2 separate regions of the Gossypium hirsutum genome follow, and region 2 is linked to region 1. A link is a contact called in public Hi-C data. All regions are on one chromosome and are shown on one strand. The core of a region is the stretch at or near the end of the contact, and the rest is flanking DNA. Distances in the headings are between cores, read along the strand shown.

Region 1 (6,261 bases), core at 2,699-5,198:
TGATGAGGGATGATGGAATGAGAAGTGAGGGTTGATATTTATAGTAGAAGGATGGCATAGGAGTTTGCTAAAAATAGCTTGAAGATCCCTTGGTTCTCTCTTTTTCTTGGCCGGCCTTGAAGTGGATAGCAAGGTTGATGGTTGATTAATTCATGCTTGATTTCATGTGTGAATCATGCAAAGGGTTGGACGGTTCCTTAGGTATTAGTTGGGAGTTGATTTCTGATTCTTTCACAAGTGCAAAGACCTCCAAATTAAATTTCCCAAAGCTGATTTGAGTTGCTCTTGATAGCTTTGTCGAATTTGGGTCATTCTCCCCCTTACTGGATGATTTTGACAACCCAATTGAGAGCAAACTTCAGTCTTTTCAGCAACTATCTTTCAAATTGGGTTGAATTGGATTTGTGAATCCAATTTAATGAGCTTGTCATCCACATGGAGTAAAATTAACTTGTGTCCATGTGATATTAATTAGCTCCCATACTTGTTAATTCATGGTCCCACTACAACAATTTGAGCACAAATATTAGCATGCAACATACGGTAGTTAAATTATGCAAAATTAATACATAAACTCATAAAATTGCATACTTTACTAAAATTATGCCCACTGTTTTAATATGACAAAAACCACCCAATTAAATATCCAAATACTCGCGATTAATATAAATTCTAACTAAAAAGGTGATACAAACAACTATAAAAAATCTATATAATTTAGAGTTTACACTTTTAATAATAGTTTTTTAACTTGAAACATAGGAAAATCAATAATCTTGAGCTCAAAATGCCCTCTCGGACAAGTTTTATTTATCCAATCAGCAACCATATTCCCCTCTATTGGAATGAACTAGAACTTCACCATTTGAAAGCACCTGTTAACTGCAATAATCTTTCGTACCAATGTCATCAAATGACTGTCCCCAGATCTATCCATAAGACACTTCACTGCCTCCAAACAATCACTTTGCACGATGACTTTCCTATAATTTCTTAGCCTAGCAACCTCAAGTCCACAAAGAATAGCCCATAATTCAGTGTTGAAAATAGAACATCTACCCAATTGTTTCCTGAAGCCTTCCTTCTAATTTGCCAATGAGTCTTGTATAACTCCTCCAACTGCCGACCAATTATCAACCATACTTGTGGACCCATCAACATTAATCTTTTCCCAACCATGACTCGGAGAACTCCATTTGAACCCCTCTTCACGCCTCCCATTCACTAAATCACCTTTTGTCATGGCCTCCCTAATATTAGCAACAAAACAATCTGCCCTCCCTATAATCTCCTTAGGGCTACTTGTGATTTGCTGAAAAATAAAACAATTTCTATTCTTCCATAACATCCAACACAAGAGAACAAATTTTGGAACATTAAATTTATTATCACCAAATTCACCACTCAAATTTGCAATCACCCAATTCAGCAAATCAACATAAAAAAAAAATAGGAGAGCAAATGTGGTGAAATAACCAGTCTCCATACCTTGGTCGCAAAGAAGTCACGGAAAACATGAAGAATTGTCTCTTGACCACCCCCATGCAACAAACAGCCATTAGTGACTGCTAGGTTCTTCCTCACCCTCTCATATTAATTATATTTAGGAAATGCATTATTATATTTAACATTTACTTTTAGAGTCAATTACACCAAACATCCTAAAACAAAAAAGAGAGTGGACAATAAAGCTTTTGCAAAAATTTCGAAAATCTTAAAACTAAAATTTTTACAACACCCATTTTTCAATATTTATTTCTTTTAACTCTTCATTTTAAACTATATCATATAAAATTTGATATCTCATTTAACAGTAAAATTGATGATTTTAGTAATGGAAGGATCATATTGATATAATCTCGATAGTTTAGAGATGTAATTAAAATATTTTAAAGTTTAGGGATCAATTTAGAATAAAAATTATAGTTTGAGATGTATAATGCAATTAACTTTTAATTTTACTAATATAAAATTAGGTTTATAATATAAATTCAATATTTATAACATTCATTTTAACCCTATTTTTTATTTTATCAAACAACGTTATAGATTCTATGTTTTTTTTGTACTTTTAATCATCTATCTAAAATATATTTTATATTTTTTAATTTTTATTTTTTATTTTTTAAAAATTTAATGTTTTAGAACTTATAAATAATTTATATTTTTAACTTTTAAATATTTGATAACTAATTTTCTTTCCAGTGTGATGCACAAGTTTCATGTGTGTATAAATTTATTAATACATTTAAAAGTTTAATAAAATAATTAATCACTAATTACAACCATATGAAAAACAATTCAAACATAAAAATATAGATATATAGATAGATAAACATAATTGAATTTAAAAAAAATCCAGGAATTATAAATTGAATGAATTTAAGATCAAACTGAATTATAAAATATTAAATTGAAGCAAATGAGGACTAAAGCATAAGACTATCAAATTATGAAGGACCTAAATCGAAATTAACCTGTGACCTAAAAATTCTAATTCCAATCCACATGATTGGTCAGCCTATGCGGCAAACTTCCCATGCAATTTATTAATCTTTATATTATATAAAACCAACTCTTAAAACAACTTTAAGAGTTAATAGAAGTATTTTAGATAATATAAAAAATATTTTATAACTTAATAATCACAAATTAAATATTTTGTGAAAAAATATTATATATATTTACTTTTTTATTATTAATCTATATATCTATATCTATATTTATATTTATATATAATAGTAAAAATTTGCAATAAATATAAGTAATCAATTGCAAAAGTCATAATTATGGATAATATGAAAAAATGCATTAAATATTGGTAGGTAATTGAGAAAAAAATCACTGTTAATAATAAGAATTAATCGATTGAGTCTTAATTCGATTGGCATAGATTTGAATGCGTCGAAGTACATTAATTATTTTAAAAAAGATAAATATAATCAAAATTTATAATAAAATTGTTTAAAATAAATGAATAAATAAAAAGATATTAATTAAAATGTATTAAAAAGCTGAAGTCATAATTAGCAATATATTGAAAAACCATAGTTACCAACTTTTATTTTGATTTAGAGTTATAATGGATATATATATATATACTATCATTCTATGATAATTTTTCATTATTTTAATTAAATCAAATTTTTATATCATCGATACTATTGAATATAATATATAACAATCCTTATAAACCAATAGAAATATATATGGATTTTATAGTGATACTAAAATTAGTTTTTGGAATTTAAAGAATAAATATATTTATAATTTAGATACAAGTAAACAAAAAGTTGCAGCATTAATTGATTAATTTAAATTCATTCTCTAATTTCTTATTTAAGATTATTTTAGTAAATTATGAATATATAATTTTAGTAATAATAATTACTCTAAAAAGATATTAACTTTGGCTACTCATATATACTTTTGAAGAAACTTTAATACCAACCTCTTACTAATAAAGCAAACATCAATTAACAAATGAAAAACAATTTTCAATCAAATGTAAAAATTATCATGTTCTTAACCTTTTCGAAACTATGGTTGAAATCGCCCATGTCAATATTCACACATAGGTGACCAACATCTTGGCGTCTCAGCTATCACCAACCCACACTTGCTTTTCCCTCCAGATCCAAACCAATTAGTTTTGTCGCATCCGGGGCAAATTCAGAATAAATATTTAGAGGGGGTCAGATAAAATTTTAATTTTTTATAGTTTATATTTTTATTATTTGTAAAAGATTAAATCAAATTTTTATAATTTTAAGAGGGGCCAAAGTGTAATTTTACATTTACTAATTTAAAATTTTTAAAAAAATTTTAAAGACTAAAAGAATAAATTTACATTTTAGGGGGGCGGGGCCATGCCAGCTCCCCCCTCCCCCCAGCTTCGCTCTTGGTCGCATCAATCATCATCTATTCTAGTCATCATCTATTCTAGCACATCTTATATCTGCTGTGCGTATAGAGTCATCTATTCTAGCAGATTTTATATCTATTGTGCGTATGGAGTAGAAGAGAGCAAATTATTATACTAAAGATTTATAAGTTTTAATTCCAAAAAAAACTTAGAGGGATTTAAGTTCAACAAATTACACACAACCAAATATATTTTACTGCAAAAAAAAAATGAAAATAATCTTATGAAAGAATGACAATTTTTAGAATAATTTAAAAGTAGAGAAATCACATTTATTTATAGTACTTTACAATCTTATATTTTTTAGATGCGAAACTCATATCCACATGGTTGCAAGTCCAAAGTGATGCAATTCATTTTGTTGCTCTAAGTGAAACCAAAGAAGAAGTGGGCCAAAAGTGAGTCTTAAAGTTTTGAAACCCATTACTAACTCTGGTGGGCTATTGTTAGGGAAATGCCGAAAAGGTTTGGATGATGGGGCAAAAATGGGTAAGGTTTTAGAATTGGCTGGTGAGAACCCATTTGGATTTCAGGCTGTCCAAATCAAGGCCCTTTTAGATGGTAAAAAGAACAAAGCAGTGAGAATTATTCAGGCAAGGCAGACTACTTCGGGGCTTGGGGTCGATTCTGTAAACTTCAACTTCGGTGAGTCAAGCATGGTCAGTGAAAGCATGGATCAGAGGTCGACACTAGTGGATGAGTTGGCGCAAACAAGACCGGCAGAAATGGAGTTCAGGGGTTCAGAATAGTCCTTGGTAGAGCTCGGAACAGTCATGAGAGAGATTATTGATAACATTAAGCACGACAACAAGCTAGTGAAGAAGCAATGGTGGTTGAGGATTTGGCTGAAACCGTGGGCGGGCAAGCAGAAGTTAACTGCTAATTTGATTTGTTTTTCGTTGACTTGTTACCATTATATTTTTTTATGGACACAAGATTAATGTTTTGGAATTGCATGCGTACTGGTGATCCTAGGTTTCATAATTTTGTGAGGGAATACATGCGAGATTTTAATATTGATTTATTTTGTCTTGTGGAAACCCAGATCAGTGGAAATAAAGCTGATGATAGAATTGGGAGACTGGGATATCAAAATTCATTTCGAATTGAATCTATTGGTTTTGTTAGGGTTATTTGACTTTTATGGAATGATAACATACATATGGAAACCATCCATCTACATGCTCAAGTGATCCACATAAGAGTTTGTAGCAAGAAAGGAGCGACTAGTTTCATGTGTTCAGCAGTTTACGCGAGTCCTCAAGCTAAGGTTCTGGACCTAATTGTTGAATCTGTTAATGAGCCTTGGCTTATAGCGAGTGATTTTAATTCGATTTTGGATAGTTCGAACAGGAAAGAAGGTGCAGCTCGTGTGGTATTTGGTTGTGATTTATTTCAAGGTGTTGTTTTCAATCATAGACTCTAGGATATGGGGTTTTGGGGGCCTTGATTCACATGGAATAGAGGGAATTTGTTTCAGCGTTTGGATAAGGCTCTATGCAATTCGAAATGGAAGGATTTTGCACCAAACTATTCAGTTCGACATCTACAGAGATTAAAATCTTACGACCGATCTTAGTGGCTTTTAGATCAGAAAATAATGTGGTGGTCAACGACCGTTCAGATTTTTTGCAAGTTGGCTACTTCATTTAGAATTTAGGTACATTCTTAACACACATTCGAGGAGTGATCTTGAGGTAGATTCGAATTTGGATCAACTCATGGCGGTGTTACAGAACTGGAATAAGGTCTATGGGAACATTTATACTCGAAAGAAAGACCTGGTGTCGGAGCTTAGTAGAGTTCAAAGGATTTTGGAGGTTAGGCGATCATCACACTTGGTCTCAAGGGAGGCTAAAATACGAGGAGAAATTGATGATTTGTTAAATCATGAGGAACTTCTTTGGTTCCAAAAGTCACGTACTGCTTGGTTAGAGAATGATGATAGAAACACAAAGTATTTTCATGGTCGAACGATGGCGAGACGGAGAGCTAACAAAGTTGAGGGCCTTAAAATAGATGAGGGGCGATGGTGTTTCGATGATGAAGTGTTAAAACAACATGCAGTTGATTTTTTTCCAAAAATCTTTACAAAGCAGAGACACCTGTAATAGGGACGTTTTCGTGCAGAGGTATGCTTGTTATTTCTATCTATGACCGAGAAATTTTGTTAGTAGTGGCTAGCGATGAAGAAATAAGACGAGCAGTATTTAGTATGGCACATCTGAAAGCACCGGGTATTGATGGTTATCATGCGAAGTTTTATCAGTCACAATGGGATATTATTAGGGAATTTGTTTGTTCGATGCTTCGGAAGGTTCTTGAAGGGCATAGGC
Region 2 (6,261 bases), core at 1,386-3,885, 44 kb before region 1:
CAATTTTTTTAGTTCTTGATCTAAACATATTCAAATTAAGCTCATTCAAATATATTTTCATTCAATTTAGTCTAAAAACACATAAATAGGAAAATTACCATTTTACCCCTAACATTTACAATTTTTACAATTTAGTCCCTATTGTACAAAACACAAAATACACAAAATTTCACAACACCCAAGTTAGGTCGATTAGTACCCATGCTTATACAAGTCCACATATTTTATCAATTTCACATTTTAGTCCCTCAAATTATTATTTTGCAATTAAGTCCTAATTACTCAAAATCATCAAAAACTCCAATACAAAATGTGTTAATCTAAAACATATCTTTCATTTTTCATCATCAAACAACAAAAATCACAAGCTATCAATAATGGCACAACTCAAAATATTCATCAAAATAAAAAATTCAAGCATGGGTTTTGTAGTACTCGAAGCAACGATCTCAAAAACGTAGAAATTATCAAAAACCGATAAAGAACGAACCTTTAATTTAGCTTGCAAGATGGCCAAACCCTAGTTCTTTTTCTTTTTCTTTCTTATTCATGGTTTCGGTGGATGATAATATATGAACATAACTTAATTTATTTTTATGTTATATAATATATAATAACTTAACATTATTTTATTATATTTTTTTTAACCTTAGTGTAAAACATTATTTTATTGCCCATTACCGTCCACCCATTTTAATAATGGCCTATTTACAACTTAAAGTCTCTCATTCAATAAGCCAACATCAATTTGACCCTTATACTTAAAACCATCAAATTTTAAATTTACGCAATTAAGTCCTTTTATTTAATCGGACACCTAAACGACGAAATTAAATCACGAAAATTTCACAGATATAAAGTCACACAAATAAAAACAGAAAATAATTTTTAAATATTTTTCTGACTCGGATTCGTGGTCCCGAAACCACCGTTCTGATTAGGGTCTAAATCGGGTTGTTACACACGCCCGTGTGCCCAAGGGACACGGCCGTGTGGATTGACAAAAATCCCTAAATCGACCACATGGTCGTGTGACCAAACCATGTGGCACCAAATTTTGCTCAAAAACCCTAATTCCTAACTGTACACGACCGTGTGGACCGCCCGTGTGGAGGCACACGCTTGTGTGGCCACCCGTGTGGTCACAAAACCACCCTAAAACAAGTTGTAGAACAAGCGTCCATTACTGAAACTACCTCCCAGCCCTTAATAATTTAGAACTGTACAAAAAACGCACCCAAATTCAAACCGTTTCACAGAAATTGACCCTTCGATTTGTCACTTCCAAAACACACAACTATGTCAAATTTCACACAAGCAAATCGACGATTTGATTCAAAAAGAAAGAGTCTAAGATCACACGCGAAATTACAGAATACCACAGAATTGAATCAACCATTCGCATATAAATTAAAAGAGTTTCGAAACCCACACATGATTTGCGATTAATGATGTCCCAACACTGACTCGACAACAAGGAAAACAAACTCTCCAAAATCCGTAAGCAAAAATCCTTTCCCAAAAAAAAAGAAGAGAAAAAAAACCAGGGAGAGGGAAAGGGAGAGGAGAACGTGAAAAACAAGCAGTAATCAAAAAAAGAAAAAAAGAAAAATAAAAGTAATCTTAATAATAAAACTAGTTATTAATTAAAAACTTAAAACCAGTTTACTATTTAATAAAATAAAAACATATCACTTAAAACGCAAACCCAAGGACTCAAACCTAGAACCCAGAGGCAAATTAACACATAACAAACCACCAGACCAACAAACTCATTCTGTCATTTCAACGCACAACTAAAAACAATAGCACAACCTACTCATTGACCATAGCCACAAACCTTAAAACTTCTAACCCAGAATTCGGGGTTTTACATCTCAACTGTGTGAGTCACACGGCCTGGCCACACGGCTGTGTGACCTTTGTAGTTTTGAAAATTTTCACTTTTTCTTGAAAAATTCTATATGTTTTCGATTTAGTCCCAACTTGTTTCTAATGTGTTTTTAGGGCCTCGAGGGCTCGTATAATGGACAATATGTATGTTATTGATTGATTTTGCTATGATTGATGTAGTGAATTGAATGTTTTAAAATTTTTATTTTGTAACGTAAACTCCAGTAATGCTCCGTAACCCTACTCTAGTGACGAATACGGGTTAGGGTGTTACACTACCAGCAATAGAAACAACAAGAATCGAGTCTCGATTCTCTTTGGAAACCACCGTAATATGTTTTTCGAGATCAAGCAGTCCATCTTTAACCCCTACCTCCATTTCAATAGGTCCTTCAAAGGTTAGATTATAGTGTGAAAAATTCACACTTGGAACATCGGAAGAAGGGTTCCTACCATTCGCATTTGTAGAAACCCCTGACCGAAAACTCCCCCACAATCTAAAATAGAATTAAGAGTACCTTGGCCTAAATTCAAATGGGCTTTCTCTAAATTATTCAACCCATCAGAATCTATCCCATCCAAAAAATCTCTATTTTCTTTTTGGGTCATCGCCGAACTTGAAGAGCTTATTTTCCCGGTACCATTCAGTTGGATGGGTTTTTTTAACTTGGGCTTTAGCTGATGGAACAGCCCCTTCCACGCTGTTATAAACTCGTCCACCAAAAAGACTTCGGTCCAACTTCCCACCATTTTTACCTTTGTCCAAAAAGCCATTGGACCCTAGCTCCAGCCCAACTTTCCTACCCTTATTAATGATCCCAGATATTTCTTCATCCAAATCTTTTATCCTCTGTCCCTTAAGTTTTCTCCCCAGCCCCTTTGCTTTCACCATTTCCCTTGATGGATAGGACTTTGAAATGAGATCCACTAGATCTATTCCCCAATTTCTGGCTCTAAAACCCCGATCTTCCCTGGATATTTTCCTTGATTTCTTCTCCACCAACACCCAAGGGCCATAGTTCACCGAATCAACCTCCCTATTTGTTGACCCTATTGCCGCATCGGATTCTCCGATTCTAACTCCAGCAGATTGCTCTCCCTCTTCCACCACAACCATTTTAGCAGTTGGACACAACTCATTTCCATGGTTGTACCGATCGCAAGTAAAGCACACCACCGACAAAGATTCGTACTCAATGTGTTGGAGAATGCCATTGATCAGAATCTGAGAAATCAGGGATTTATCTAGATTGACAAACACGACCATCCGAGCGAACCTACCCCTAGCCCTATTATCAGTATTAAAATCCAACCCCACAACTTTCCCCACCAATTCTCTAATCTCCAATAGAATTTTCCAGTTATACAAGTGACCCGGAAGACCAGGGAGGCGAATCCAAAACTTAACCAAGCTCAGGTATGGTTTTGCAGGGTCAAGGTTCGTTGACCAAGGCTGGATCGTTAGGTACTAGCCAAAAACAATCCAATTTTCTTAGTTCAAAACTCTATCATAATCATCTTTGCTTTGGAATTTAACTAAATAATATCTATTTTCAATGTCTATTAGGTGAAAAAGCATCCAAGGTCTCCACAAGTTGGATATTCTGTTTTGGAGAGTCGTAAATCCAATATTCTGGCCAAGTAGCTTAATCACGACCGTCAAAGCCATATCCTTAACTAGTAGCTGGTTAACATTTTCAAAAAAATCAATTGATGAAGTTCTGTTAATATCCAATTTCTTGATATCTCCCTCAACAAATTCCAGATCAGACTCCCTGCCCAACTTTAGTATTTCAGTCAGCCCTCCCTTGGTTGATGACCCTCCCAAGAGCTTATCTTTCCAAGTCACTGTCGGTGTAGGATCCAAATCAACCATAATTGATAAGTCTGAAGCCATCTGCTGCTCCTTAAGATGGACCTTTTTAGTAGAAAGATCATCAGGTAGGCCACCGTCATCTTCCTCACCAATGATCTCAACAGAGGAATCCACAACCTTTGTCATTCAAGATGTCATTGCATTTTTTAAATTATCTTAAGAGAGGTTAATTGAGTTTTTTTAAAACTATTTGGAAGCGTTTTTTAGCATAAAAGTTATAAAAATTAGAGAAATTATAGAAATTTATAAAACTATAAAAAAAAGTTATAGAAAATTATATTAAATTTTTTAAATAATAAATTAATAAAAATTATTGAAATGTTACAAAATAAAATTATTAAAATTTTATAAAATGATAAGTAATTTATATTTTTTATTTTTTAGAAAATTCTATATATTATAAATTTCTAATAATTTTTAAAATTTTAAAATTTTCTATAAGGTTCATAATTTTTATAGTATTTTAATAAATTCTAATAGTTTTTAAAACTTTTAATAATTTTTATTTTTCTATAATTGTTATAAAAATAAATAAATTATATAGAAAAATTATAAAAAAACTAAAATAAAATTTATAAAATATTATAAATAAATAAAAATTGCTATTGCTTTTTTGTTTTCCTTCACATTCCCTTGTATCACAACTCCATCCATCCTAGTCATTTATTAACTCCACTTGCATCGCATCTCCTCAACCTAAACCATTATCTATCACTCTAGTGACTCAACACTCGATATCCCATGTAAGTTTGACCACCATCACATTTTAAATTCCTCATGCCTTATTAACAAAATCAAAATGAATTTTTTTTTATATTTTTTTATCATTTTAATAATTTTAATATAACTTTCTACAACTTTTTTACCTTTTATAATAATTTTTCTAATATTTTTCATATTTCTCAAAATATTTTTCTAATATTTTTCATTTTTTTTGGTTTTCTGTAACTTTTTAATTATTTAAAAATTTGTAGTTTTGTTAATATTTTTAGACTTAAAACCCCTCATAATATAATTTAAAAAACAATTAAGTTGTCACATTAGCTACATCATTATCACTTAATGGCTCATTAAGGGCTTTGATGAAAAATTACCTTTTAGGTATTCAATTGATTGTTTTAATTGAGTGTAATTTTTTATTACAAGCTTAATTGATTTATTAATTATTTTAAAAAGGATTTTTAAAATTTTAAGGCTATAAAATATTATATTAATAAGACTAAAAATTATGAAATAAATAATTTTTATTAGGTTAAATTTTATGACTATGTATTGAAATAAATAATTTTTAATAGGTTAAATTTTATGACTATGTATTTATCAATGACATAGGAAAATAAATGATTAAGTCATTTTATTGATAGTTCAATGGTCAAGGTTCAAACTTTGTTGATATAATTCTCTCCTCCCCAATTTATAACTTGACATTGTACCATAAAAAGTCCATTTACTTTTATTTATTCAAAATTCGTTATTTTACTTTTTGAATTGCTATTTTCAATATTTTGATTAACATTTTTCGTTAAATCCATTTATAAATTAAATTTAACTATAAATTTAACCTTCAATTTTCATAGCTTGACAGGATGACTATCACTTTGGACTGGCAAATGGGAAAATCCTAAATTGTTGTTATTTCATTTAATTCTCATTTGGAAAACTCAAGTATTGCTTCATTCTCATTTAGAAAATTCAAGTAAATTGGGTGGTTAGGTGAAAAGAGAAATTCAACTCACTTTTTCGAGCACCAAATGTTGGCCAAACATAGAAAGAATGTGTTTTGCCATTGATAAGTGTTCGAGGATTAATCTAGCTTAATCTCATTCTATGTTTCCGAGATCATGGTAGCTTAATCTAGCTAGCTCGAAGATTAATTTGCAAAATCGATGAAGTATTAGGGTTCCGTCATTGATAAGTGTTCTTGAATTTTAAAGTTTTATGATAAAAAAATGAAAGGTTGTTGTTAGATAAACAATTTTTGTAAAGAGAATTTTGATGAAATTATCAATTAGAGATTAAATTGAAAAAGATGATAAATTTATGGTAAAATTGTGAAATTGTGAATTATGTGGACTGCTATTAATATGTATAAAAGTTGACTAGGCTTGAGTAAGGATTAAATTGCATGAAAGTCATTTTTCGAGCCTAGGGACTAAATTATAATAAATTAAAAGTATAGGGAAAAATAATAATTTTGACAAAAAATGTGTGTTGGACTAAATTGAATATGAATTATATTAATTCGAGTTAAATTCATTCGTATAGATCTGGTTAGACCTAGTATAGAGTTAAATCGAGGCAAAGGAAAAATATCGGATTAGTCGCCTTTGTATCTACATAAACTCACTGGATAAGTTCATGTAATTAAATTCTACATTAATATGTGTTGAATTGAATTATTGTTTGTGAATTGTACAATTTCCATGAATAAATATCGATTGTATATTCGACGATTACCGAGTCCTGTGCGAACCTTACGAAATTCGTAGGAT

What was found. A called contact is a pair of places that touch in the nucleus more often than the background predicts.
Region 2: a contact with region 1 is called in a Hi-C map of fibers, with 2.4 times the contacts expected there. The contact joins two enhancer-like sites. A contact is called at or near these places in 13 of 34 Hi-C or Micro-C datasets (anther, callus, cotyledon and 4 more).

What each region holds. Positions count from the first base shown.
Region 1 is chrA11:27,265,563-27,271,823 of Gossypium_hirsutum_v2.1, reverse strand. No RefSeq gene overlaps it. Among protein-coding and RNA genes, the nearest start is that of LOC107958417, 28 kb to the right of the region's middle. Within about 2 kb of position 3,948, at least 9 of the 9 cell types and tissues checked have an H3K27ac peak or open chromatin away from gene starts, as enhancers often do. A contact at or near this core is called in cotyledon, fibers, hypocotyl and 1 more, where this site is marked.
Region 2 is chrA11:27,308,110-27,314,370 of Gossypium_hirsutum_v2.1, reverse strand. No RefSeq gene overlaps it. Among protein-coding and RNA genes, the nearest start is that of LOC121210719, 69 kb to the left of the region's middle. Within about 2 kb of position 2,635, at least 9 of the 9 cell types and tissues checked have an H3K27ac peak or open chromatin away from gene starts, as enhancers often do. A contact at or near this core is called in cotyledon, fibers, hypocotyl and 1 more, where this site is marked.